Regions from separate parts of the Callithrix jacchus genome. Here region 2 is linked to region 1. Evidence: chromatin contacts called from public Hi-C data. All regions are on one chromosome and are shown on one strand. The core of a region is the stretch at or near the end of the contact, and the rest is flanking DNA. Distances in the headings are between cores, read along the strand shown. Region 1 overlaps ARHGAP10 (Rho GTPase activating protein 10). Region 2 holds the start of TMEM184C (transmembrane protein 184C).

What was found. Hi-C and Micro-C count contacts between places; a contact is called where the count stands out from the background.
Region 2: a Hi-C map of skeletal muscle shows a contact between it and region 1, with 2.4 times the contacts expected there. The contact joins the promoter of TMEM184C here to the enhancer-like site in region 1. A contact is called at or near these places in 2 of 3 Hi-C or Micro-C datasets (both in skeletal muscle).

The regions. Positions count from the first base shown.
Region 1 is chr3:48,980,931-48,985,868 of calJac240_pri, forward strand. All of the region lies in intron 3 of ARHGAP10 (Rho GTPase activating protein 10), which reads right to left. Among named protein-coding and RNA genes, the nearest start is that of ARHGAP10, 150 kb to the right of the region's middle. Within about 2 kb of position 2,586, at least 2 of the 16 cell types and tissues checked have an H3K27ac peak or open chromatin away from gene starts, as enhancers often do. A contact at or near this core is called in skeletal muscle, where this site is marked.
Region 2 is chr3:49,268,717-49,273,654 of calJac240_pri, forward strand. TMEM184C (transmembrane protein 184C) reads right to left here and starts at 2,297. Exons shown (of 11, transcript XM_078366444.1): 1 at 2,040-2,297; 2 at 1,616-1,919. The coding sequence starts at 1,738. LOC144581741 (a long non-coding RNA gene) reads left to right here and starts at 2,404. Exons shown (of 3, transcript XR_013532869.1): 1 at 2,404-2,607.

The sequences.
Region 1 (4,938 bases), core at 1,336-3,835:
AATGAATGAATGGGTCAATAAAATGTGGAAGATCCATACGTATAACAAAATATGATTCGGCCTTAGACAGAAGGAAATTCTGACACACGCTACAACATGGAGGAACCTTGAGGTCACCAAGCTATGTGAAATAAACCAGTCACAAAAGGACAAATACTGTGTGATCCTACTCATATGAGACACCTAGAGTAGTCAATTCACAGAAACTGAAAGCAGTTTCCGTTTTGGCTGCCAGGGGCTGCAGCGGGGGAGAAGGGTGAGTTATGGTTAACGGGTACAGAGCTGCAGTCTGGGAAGATTACGAAAAAGCCCTGGAGATGGATGGTGGTAATAGTTGCAAAACAATGTGAATGTATTTAATACCACTGAGCCACAGACTTTTCAATAAAATCATACATTTTATTCATATGTTTTATGACCAAAAATGTTGTTTTAGAAAAGTATTTAATACTTTTGAAACAACACATTTCAAAATGTAATAAAAAGCATCTCAGCATCAAATACTTTAACATTTATTACTAAGCTACAATGAGAATTTCTACCTAACGCTCCTCCAAATCATATTTTTGTGCTTCCAATAATGAATTTGAGAGTTCAGCCATCAGCAGTTAGTTGGCACATCTTCCAGCAGAAACACTGTAATTTTGTTGAGTATTTAATAAAATAAAGACATGAGAAGGATGGTTTCTTCATTTGTTTTTACTGGAAAGGCCCTTTAAGAAATTTATACCAGCAACAGATTTATCAGGTTAATTTGATCTTTCAGCAAATTCTCTTTCCTGGTTGTTCTTGCTAGTGTAATTACCCTTGCACTGCCGGTCAACCTCTATGACCACTTCCATAACGTTCGGGAAAATCCAGAACTGTTGTGCCACGTGCTTTGTGATTAAATCACCAGAATCCCTGGGATCACTGACAGTGATGGCAGCAACAGCCAGTCTGGAGCAGCCACTGCATTGATACAGCTGCAGAGGGGAAAGGGCAGCCAGGACTGTGAGCTCCACAGAGCCCACAAGGGCCAGAAACAGGCAGGAGCCCTAACTTCTACAGAGTTATCAGGACAGGAGCCCCATGCTCCCAGGTGCAGCTGTAGCCATGCGGCCACAGTTCTGGACCAGGACATCCATGCACTCTTGGGGGCCTGGGAAGGACCACTGCCCCCCACAACCCCCGCAGGCTCAGAAGTGCCTAGCCTCTCCCTGCTCCCAGTGCCTGATCTGGTGCGGAGCAAAGTTCTAGCCCAGTTGAGGTACTGCTGCAACCCAGCCTAGTATGTGCATACTCAGAGTGGTGCCAGCACCCCCATACCCTCCACCTCCAGCTCGGCCCCCTCTGGACTTCAGGTGCCAACAAGCACAAGAGGGAGGCCATAGGGCTGAGGGCAGCTCCGCAGGGGCCTGCAGGTGCCTCTTGTGCAAACACCTTGGGTGCCATGGATGACATATTGACAACTGCAGGGGACAGGTTCCTAGGTGGGAAGGGACAGGTCCCTGGTGAAACCCCAGCTTCAAGCCAGGGACAGCCTGAAGCCTGGGAACTGCTGGGCTGCCAGTTCTGGGTGGAGTCTGCAGCCAGGGATCACAACTTATGGTGCTTTTTCCAGGGCCACCCATTACTGTTCATGGACCAATCAGCACAAACTTCCTCCCTCTGGAGACCATAAAAACACTGGACTCAGCCAGACTCAGAAAGATGTGGGGAGGGCCAGGTGGGTGGCTCACACCTGTAATCCCAGCACTTTGGAAGGCCGAGGTGGGCAGATCACAAGGTCAGGAGATGGAGACCATCCTTGCCAACATGGTGAAAACCTGTATCTACTAAAAAATACAAAAATTAGCCAGGTGTGGTGGCGCATGCCTGTAGTCCCAGCTACTCAGGAGGCTGAGACAGGAAAATTGATTAAACCCAGGAGGCAGAAACTACAGCAAGCCAAGATCACATCACTGCACTCCAGCCTGGGCGACAGAGCCAGACTCTGTCAAAAAGACAGAAAGACAAACCGAAAGACAGACAGAAAAGAAAGGAAAAGACAAGACAAGACAAGCCGACTACCAGCTGCTGGAAGGAGCAATGCCCTCAGGATCTCCTCCACTAGTCGGGACCACCTGCCTGTGGAAAGGAGCTACCCACTATGGGTCTCCTCTCCACTAAGAACTGGACACTCACTGTGACAACCTGCCTGCAGAAAAGAGCTATCCACTTCAGGTCTCCTGAGAACTGTTCTGTTGCTCATTGAAGTTCCCCTCCACCTTGCTCACCCTCCAGTTGTCTGCACACCTCATTCCTCCTGGATGCCAGACCAGAACTTGGGACCCACAGAATGGCCAGACTGAAAGAGCTGTAACACCAACAGAAGTGAACCGGCCCCTCCCCCGCTCACCACATTGTAGGTGATGAAAAGGAGAGAAGAGCTGCAGCCCTCAGGGAGCCCAGACCTAGGCGTTCCCTAGGCCAAGGCTGTGACACCCTCTTTGCGGCTCTGTGGTTCTTGGTGTCTCCAGTTTCCAGGCGACACCGTGTTCCCCCCTTGCCCACAATGGAAGCAATGTGCAGTATCCCTGGTCCAGCCGCAGCCTTGCACGGAGCCAGTGCCTGTGCCTGGAGCTGCCTGCCCCGCCGCAGTTGGCATGCCTGCCTATGCACAGTGGCTGGACCCTGCAGTCGCTCACAAACCCCTCACCACTCCATGCCCAGCTCACTCTTGGCAGACATGAGATCCGGGCCAGTAGCACAAGCCAAGTGCAGCCTGCCAGGCAGAGTGGGCAGAAAAAGCCAGCAGACCTGAGCAAACTCAGGCAAAGGCATCATAAGCCACAGAGGTTACTGGCTGGAAAAGTGACATCCTAACGATCCCGTGCCAACAGCTCTCACTTAAAAGAATGCCCCTAGTTACAACCTGGACGTTCATGGCATTCTTATATTCTTGTTCCTTTAGCCTGACCAAATCTAAAAGGCAGTTACTATACTTTTTACTACTCCAAGCAAAAGTCACTAATTTCTAACAAATACACAATTTTAATTTGATCATCATCTATTTGTAGCCATTCCTGCTGTAAATATATGTAAGAAAGTAGACAAGTCTCATACAAAGTTATTCAGGGAATCTGCTTCTCAAGTAGATTATTGTTATACTGAAATATTATCATTTGGCTACTTGGGAAGAAAAAATAGACTTCAAAAATCAACAGAAATTCCATTTTCTCAAAAACCAATACTTGTTACATTACAACTATTAAGTAGAATGTAGGGGTGTGGAGGGAGGTAGCAGCTATCTTGCCCAATAAACATAGAGCTAGAGCAGCAAGTCCTCAGAGAACTGCCAAAATAGCCAGCGTGGTGTATGCCATGATTTTCTCCTGTTATTTTCATTTGAAACAAGAGGAGAGAATGAATTATTTATGTTTCTAAGCCTTTGTTTAGTATCAGTCTCTGCAACTTTTATTAAGTCTCTTGAGTATCTCAATTCAATTCACTGAAGATTAGCATTACATTAACCATTGCCAAAAGTTAACGAATATCCAAATCTAGCATTTTCCCCTTTAAAAATCATCCCCCTTACGTCGGGTGCGGTGGCTCACGCCTGTAATCCCAGCACTTTGGGAGGCCGAGGCAGGTGGATCATGAGGTCAGGAGATCAAGACCATCCTGGCTAACATGGTGAAACTCTGTCTCTACTAAAAACACAAAAAAATTAGCGAGGTGTGGTGGCATATGCCTGTAGTAACAGCTACTTGGGAGGCTGAGGCAGGAGAATCGCTTGAACCTGGGAGGCAGAGGTTGGAGTAAGCCGAGATCGTGCCACTGCACTCCGGCCTGGGTGACAGAGTAAAACTCCATCTCAAAAAAAAAAAAAAAAAAAAACCCCCCCTTTTAAGGTCTTCACACTTGAACTAGAAGGCTGTTTGAAGTGAGAGCATGTACATTTGTAAAGAGCAAACAGAGCAAGATTAAAAAGTGTATATAATTTAAATGAAACAAGTTACTCATCTTTAGGATCTCTTCATGTTTCTAGAGGTTAATTATCTTTGGGATTGATAAACTGCTGGAGCCCCAGCTCACTGTGCAAGCATCTCTGCACTTGTTCATTCAATATATAAACATTAAGTACCTCCTTCTTGACAGGTACTGTTCTAGGCACTGAAGATAGAGCCCTGACAATGTTGTTGCCTTCAAGGAGCTTACATTCTAGTGGAAGAAGCTACGTAACAAATGCACAGTGTGTCAAACGGTTATAAGAACATGAAAAAAATATACAAAGCAGAGTAAAGGGGACATTCTCAATAAGAAGGTCAGGAAAAAACTTTTAATAAACTGACCTCTGAGTGGAGAGTATTTGAAAGAGTATTTGAAGGGATGAGGCACAGGGATCCATGCTGAAATTACACCAAGCAGGAGGAAAACAAATGCAGTGGCCCTGAGCACAGACTCTGCTGACCCCAGGAGGGTTGGGTGAAGAACACACAGGATTTTGTGGGCACTTTGGACTCTGGAGAAGCCATTAGAAGGGTTTGGAGAAGAGGGAGTCATGAGAAGTGGACACACTCTGATTATATTCTGGATCTAAACATGACATAACTGACAGACTAGATGTGGGATGTACGAGAAAGGGCCATGGTGATTCCAAAGATTTTGCCAAAGCAACATTTAAAATGAGATACCTAATGAGAAAGTGAAGTCATTTGGAAATTTACTTGGGGAAGGAAATTCTTCTTTAGGATACCTGAAAAGAGAGGTGAGAGTGAACAGAGGTAGAGAACTGCCAGCATAAAGGGGCCTGTAAAATCTGCAGCTGTCATCTCACGATTGACAGGGCAGGAGATGAAGGAGCACAGACTAATAGCCAACAAGGAGAGAACAGAGCCATGCCCAAAGTACTGCAGCGAGGAAGAAGTGGTATAAAAGCTCCTTTCTCTATTATGAACTGTCACGTGCCATCCA
Region 2 (4,938 bases), core at 1,047-3,546, 290 kb after region 1:
AGTATTAGTCATTTGGGCAGAAAGAGGGGGAAAGAAAATGAAGTAAAATATGTATTGTGGTAGATGGTGGTAAGTCCTATGGAAAAAAAAATAAAGCAGAGAAAGGAATATGAAGAGTTAGGAAGGGGAAGTTTACAATGTTAAATAGAGTAGTCAGGTGATATTTGAGTAAAGACCCGAAGAACATAAAGGAATGAGAATAATACCTAGGGAAAGGACGTTCTATGAAGGGGAAACTTTGTGCAAAGGTTCAAGGAGGGAGCATGCCTGGGATTTTTGAGCAAAGCCATGCAGTGGAAGCCTAGGACTTGAGGAGAAAAAGTCAGAGGGGGATCAGGTGGGAGTGGTGTCAGATCATGTTGGACCTTGATGGCCACAGTGAAGAATACTGGCCTTTAAGACTAGAAGTGATTTAAGAGGACACACCTAATGTGCCATGTTTTAACTGGTTACTCCTCTGGCTGGTGTGTTGAGAAGAATCTAGGGAAGACGTGCTGAGAACTTGGCTTAGGAATGTTAGCAGCGCAGATTGCAGATTCAAATTTTTCTTAAAAATTCTTAATTTTCTTAAAAGTGGCACCTAAAAAACTACAGTTGAAACTAACAACTAAGAGAAGCCTTAAACTGGATTGATAGTATGCATATTATTAACCTTCAAAGTAATTCCTATACCATATTCCAAGGAATTATTTCAAAGTAAGAAAATCCCATTTGTATTAAGATGCTTATACCTAAGTTTTTATAGACAAATTGTGAGAATAATCTAAATATGTAACAAATGGGAAATTATCTAATGTAGCAGAATATTATGCTGCCATTAAAATAACTATATGGACTATGATAGTATGGGAAAGTCAACAGAAAATAATTTAGTCTAAATAGAGAACACAAATGTATATTAAATACAGTTTGCTTAAATATGTAAAAATCACTTCCACAATAAAGATGAGCCTAAAATAGTTATGGTCTTGTTATAGTTGTTGCAATAGGTGTTTCTCTGTAAAAGTACTTGCTGGGTTATATTAACCCCGAATTTAAAGTTCATTATATAATATTTATATTGGAGTTATTTGCCTTGGGTTTTCCAGCTTAGAGTATATTACTGATGTCACAATAAGCATATGACATCAAAAATATATATAAGGGACTTTCTGCAAAACCTTTGTTGAGTAAGAGCTAATTTCCACAGTAAAAACAAACACTAAAGTTAAAACAACTAGAATCCTTTGATTCAGGAAGCTAGTTAAAAGCTAATAAAACTCAGTACATGGTTTTCAAGGTAGTTTATTTGACCTACTTTAGTCCAGTATCTGAACAGATCAGATTTCAGGAATAAAATTACCTTTCAGGGAACCGATGAATGCTTGCAAAACGGTGCCCTTCTAAGCAGCCATATCAATATATTCTATTTTCTCGACCCGGTCCCACCTCCATCTGTAGGGTGACTTGAAGAACCGTGAACAAGAAACTAGACAGGTTTATATCCTAAGAGTGGGCTCGTTTACATTAGATGGTTTTCAGGATTGTCAAAGCAGAAATGGGGGAAGGGTGACTCCTTCCCAATCTTAGATGGGTAGAAGAAAGTGTAGAGGCCAATGGTGCAGAACCCTCTTACCTCCAGTTTCTGTAATTCCCAGACGCATAGGGGAACCGCAACCACTATGGACACCAGGTAGAGGACCACTGCTAAAGGTCGAATCCACTGTCTCCAGTTCCTCCAGGTACAAGTGCAAGGCATGTTTTCGCACAAATCAGATCCGGTTAGCAAGGGAAAAAAGCTTGAAAAGATTGTAATGGGGAGCCCGGTTCTCTGGCTGTTTTGTCAACTCGCATACTACGGAGAAAAAGCTGTCGGACGACTTTACTAACAGCTCGAGCCGCCTCCTGGACCGGCGCTGTGTCTTCTTCTGCTGCTGCTCCTGCAAATGTGGCCGATCAGGGTGCTATCGGGGAGCACTGCAGGCAACATCCTTTCTTCCCCACCCCGCATCTACTCGGTTCTACCGCGGTGGAATCCCAGGCAGAGCCGCTGCCCTCACCTGGGGATTGCCCTGAGCTCTGCCTGCACCATGGCTTCCAGAAGAGCAGCGCCGACCAGGAACCGGCCTCTAGGGACCCTGCACACTCCGGTTCTGTCTTGCAGTTGCTGTCCAGTCGCTCTTTTCTTTGGGGATCGGGCTCCCTACCTCCCGCACTGGCAGGCGTCTCTTCGCGCGATTCTGCTAGTAGGTAAAGCCCTAGGACCTCCTCATTCACTCGCACGGGACATCCCCTACAGCGGAACCCAAGGCCAAACCAGGACTTTCAGCTCTTTTCCGCTTCCGCCCATGCTGTCTGAGGCAGGTGATTCGTCCTCAGCGCCAAACTGGACCCGCCCCATCCGGCTCACTCTGCGCTCTCTCTGATTGGTCACCTGCGAAGGCGGGCTGCTGGATTGCGTACCAGGGTTAGAAAGAAGAGCAGGTGTGTGGAAGTGGGTGGAGTTGCCGCAGGTGGTTCAGTGGGCTATTACAAGGATTCTGGAAGCTTCAGGAATTGTTTGAGGACACTTGAGGCACACCTACTACAGTCTTCTGCTGGCGTTATTCCAGCTCAACGAAAACTTGGGTAAGGGCGGTTACTTCAGAGTTGGCCTGGAAGAGAGAAGGCCCATCTCTACACAAAACATCTCTGATTCAAAAGCCCGCTGGATTAAGGAGACAGGGTGGAATGGGAAACTTCCACCTAGTTTTCTGTCAGTGGCTAGAATCTAGGGGCTGGGTCCCTTGGTTATTTGTGGATCCTACAGAAGGATCATTCTAAAGGTAGAATTAACTGCAAATACAGAATGTCCTTTCCACATTTGGAACTTGTGTTAGAAAATTATACTCATCTAAGTTTTAAAAAGTTGACATCCCAGCAGACAAAGGAGTTTTATATGCTTAAAGCCTTTAGCTAAACCAGTAGAGCAAACCAGTATCTGCTTCTCAATTACATTTACAAATGCGTTTTATATTATAATCGTCATTTTCAGGGGGATAGGCACTGTTCTGAGTTCATTACCTACATTATGTAAGTTGTTATGCCCAAAAATTTTGAGAGGTAGGCATTTTTCCACCTTACAGATCAAAAAGTCAAATGGCTAATTAATTTGCCCAGGCTCACTGAGCTAGTTAAGTGGTAGTGTGGAGATACTAACCTTGGTCTCTCTGACTCCAAAGGGTATTATATTTGAGCATTTGACCTGCTAGTACCTGCCACATGGGGAATTTCCGCCTAATGACTCTACGGATAAAGAGACTTGCAACACTGAGTACACCCAGCTTAGGATTCTCACAGAGACACGGGATGAATATTATGAGCCCTTTTCCTAGTATAGTCTGTTTGGAGCTTGACTTCTGCAGCCTACTTCCCAATCATTAACAACTGTATTTTACAACATGACCCAAACTGCTTTCTACCAGAAAAATAAGTCTTTTGTTTGTTTTTCCTAAGCTAACTTTAAAAACTGAAATTAAAAAACAATCCCTGATCATTAAATTAATGCTTTCTCTATTGTTAAAGTTCATAAAAGAGAAGAATAATGAAGAGAAAGTTAATCTTACTCTACAGCCAAGCATAACTACTCTTCCCTTTTTTGATACACAATGGATGTAGCTTGGATAGGCTGTATGCATAGATTGTCTGCGTGTTTTCAGCTACCTATAATCTTCCCCATTCTTTCTCATGGGCAAACCTTTTTCACCTAACTTGTGAGACCTTCCTTTATTTTTGTTTCCCCAGGCATTCTTACAGCAATCATATGGTGTTATAATCATTTACTTTTTTGTCTTGTTTAGATTTTGAGTTCCTAAAGCAAAAATATAAAACCATTAGAAAAAAGTAAAAGAAAGAAGAGATGAGACAGACGCACAAATGATTTCGCATACCAGTTTACGAACTGGAATTCTTCTATGGTGAAATTTCTTCAGATCAGCAGAGAAATTAAAAACAAAATTACAGATTGAGTATGTCAAATCTGAAAATAAAATTCAGAATGCTCCAAAATCCAAAACGTTTTGAGTGCTGATATGATGCTCAAAGGAAATATTCCTTGGAGCACTTCAGATTTTGGATTTCAGATTTGAGATGCTCAACTGATAAGTATAATGCAAATATTCCCCAATTCGAAAAACTCTGAAATCCAAAACACTTCAGATAAGGTATATGAATTTTTCATTTAGTTATATTTATTCACTCTTAAGGACCATGCTTTATTTTGAAATTGTGTATCCTATTTTTAATATGATAATAGTAGTTGTTCTTCAGATGTTTTAACTTTGGAGAATAAAAGTTGATAGCCTTATTTACCTACCATCTGGTTCATTTTTTCTCTTGACCTGTAAGATCCTAAAGTCTAGTAAGGATAGGGAATGACCACTGGTCTCAACAGCCATAATGCTAGTGTGATCCTAATCTACTTGTTTTGCTTGCTGTAGGCATTCTTTCTGGATATGACTTAGCCTAAATCTGAGGGTGGATCTGAGCTTGATGGTGTTTGAAAAATAAGAAATGGTTATAAGTGGCAGATGGTGCTAGGGTCAAAAAACAAGCTATTAGCCAACTTTGATGCAAATCATACAGGTTAATTGAAGTTTGATACTGCATCACATGAAAATAGGTGGAATTTGCTATCCTTGAAAGATAAATTTGGATTAATCTGAATGAATATAATAGATTAAATGCACTCTGAGGGATCCTGGGGAGTAGGCACTGTTAACCCTTTGGCATGTATCTCCATTTCTCTCTATATATGTCCATGGTAGTTTTTAAAACCTGCCTGCAACTTCTTTGATACTCTTCTGATAACAAGATAGAGTCTGTGTTCCCTCTCTTTACATGTATGTGGGCTTGTGATTGATTTTAACCAAAAGAAGTTGGCAAAAGTAGTCATAGTCACCATATGTGACTTCTGAGGCT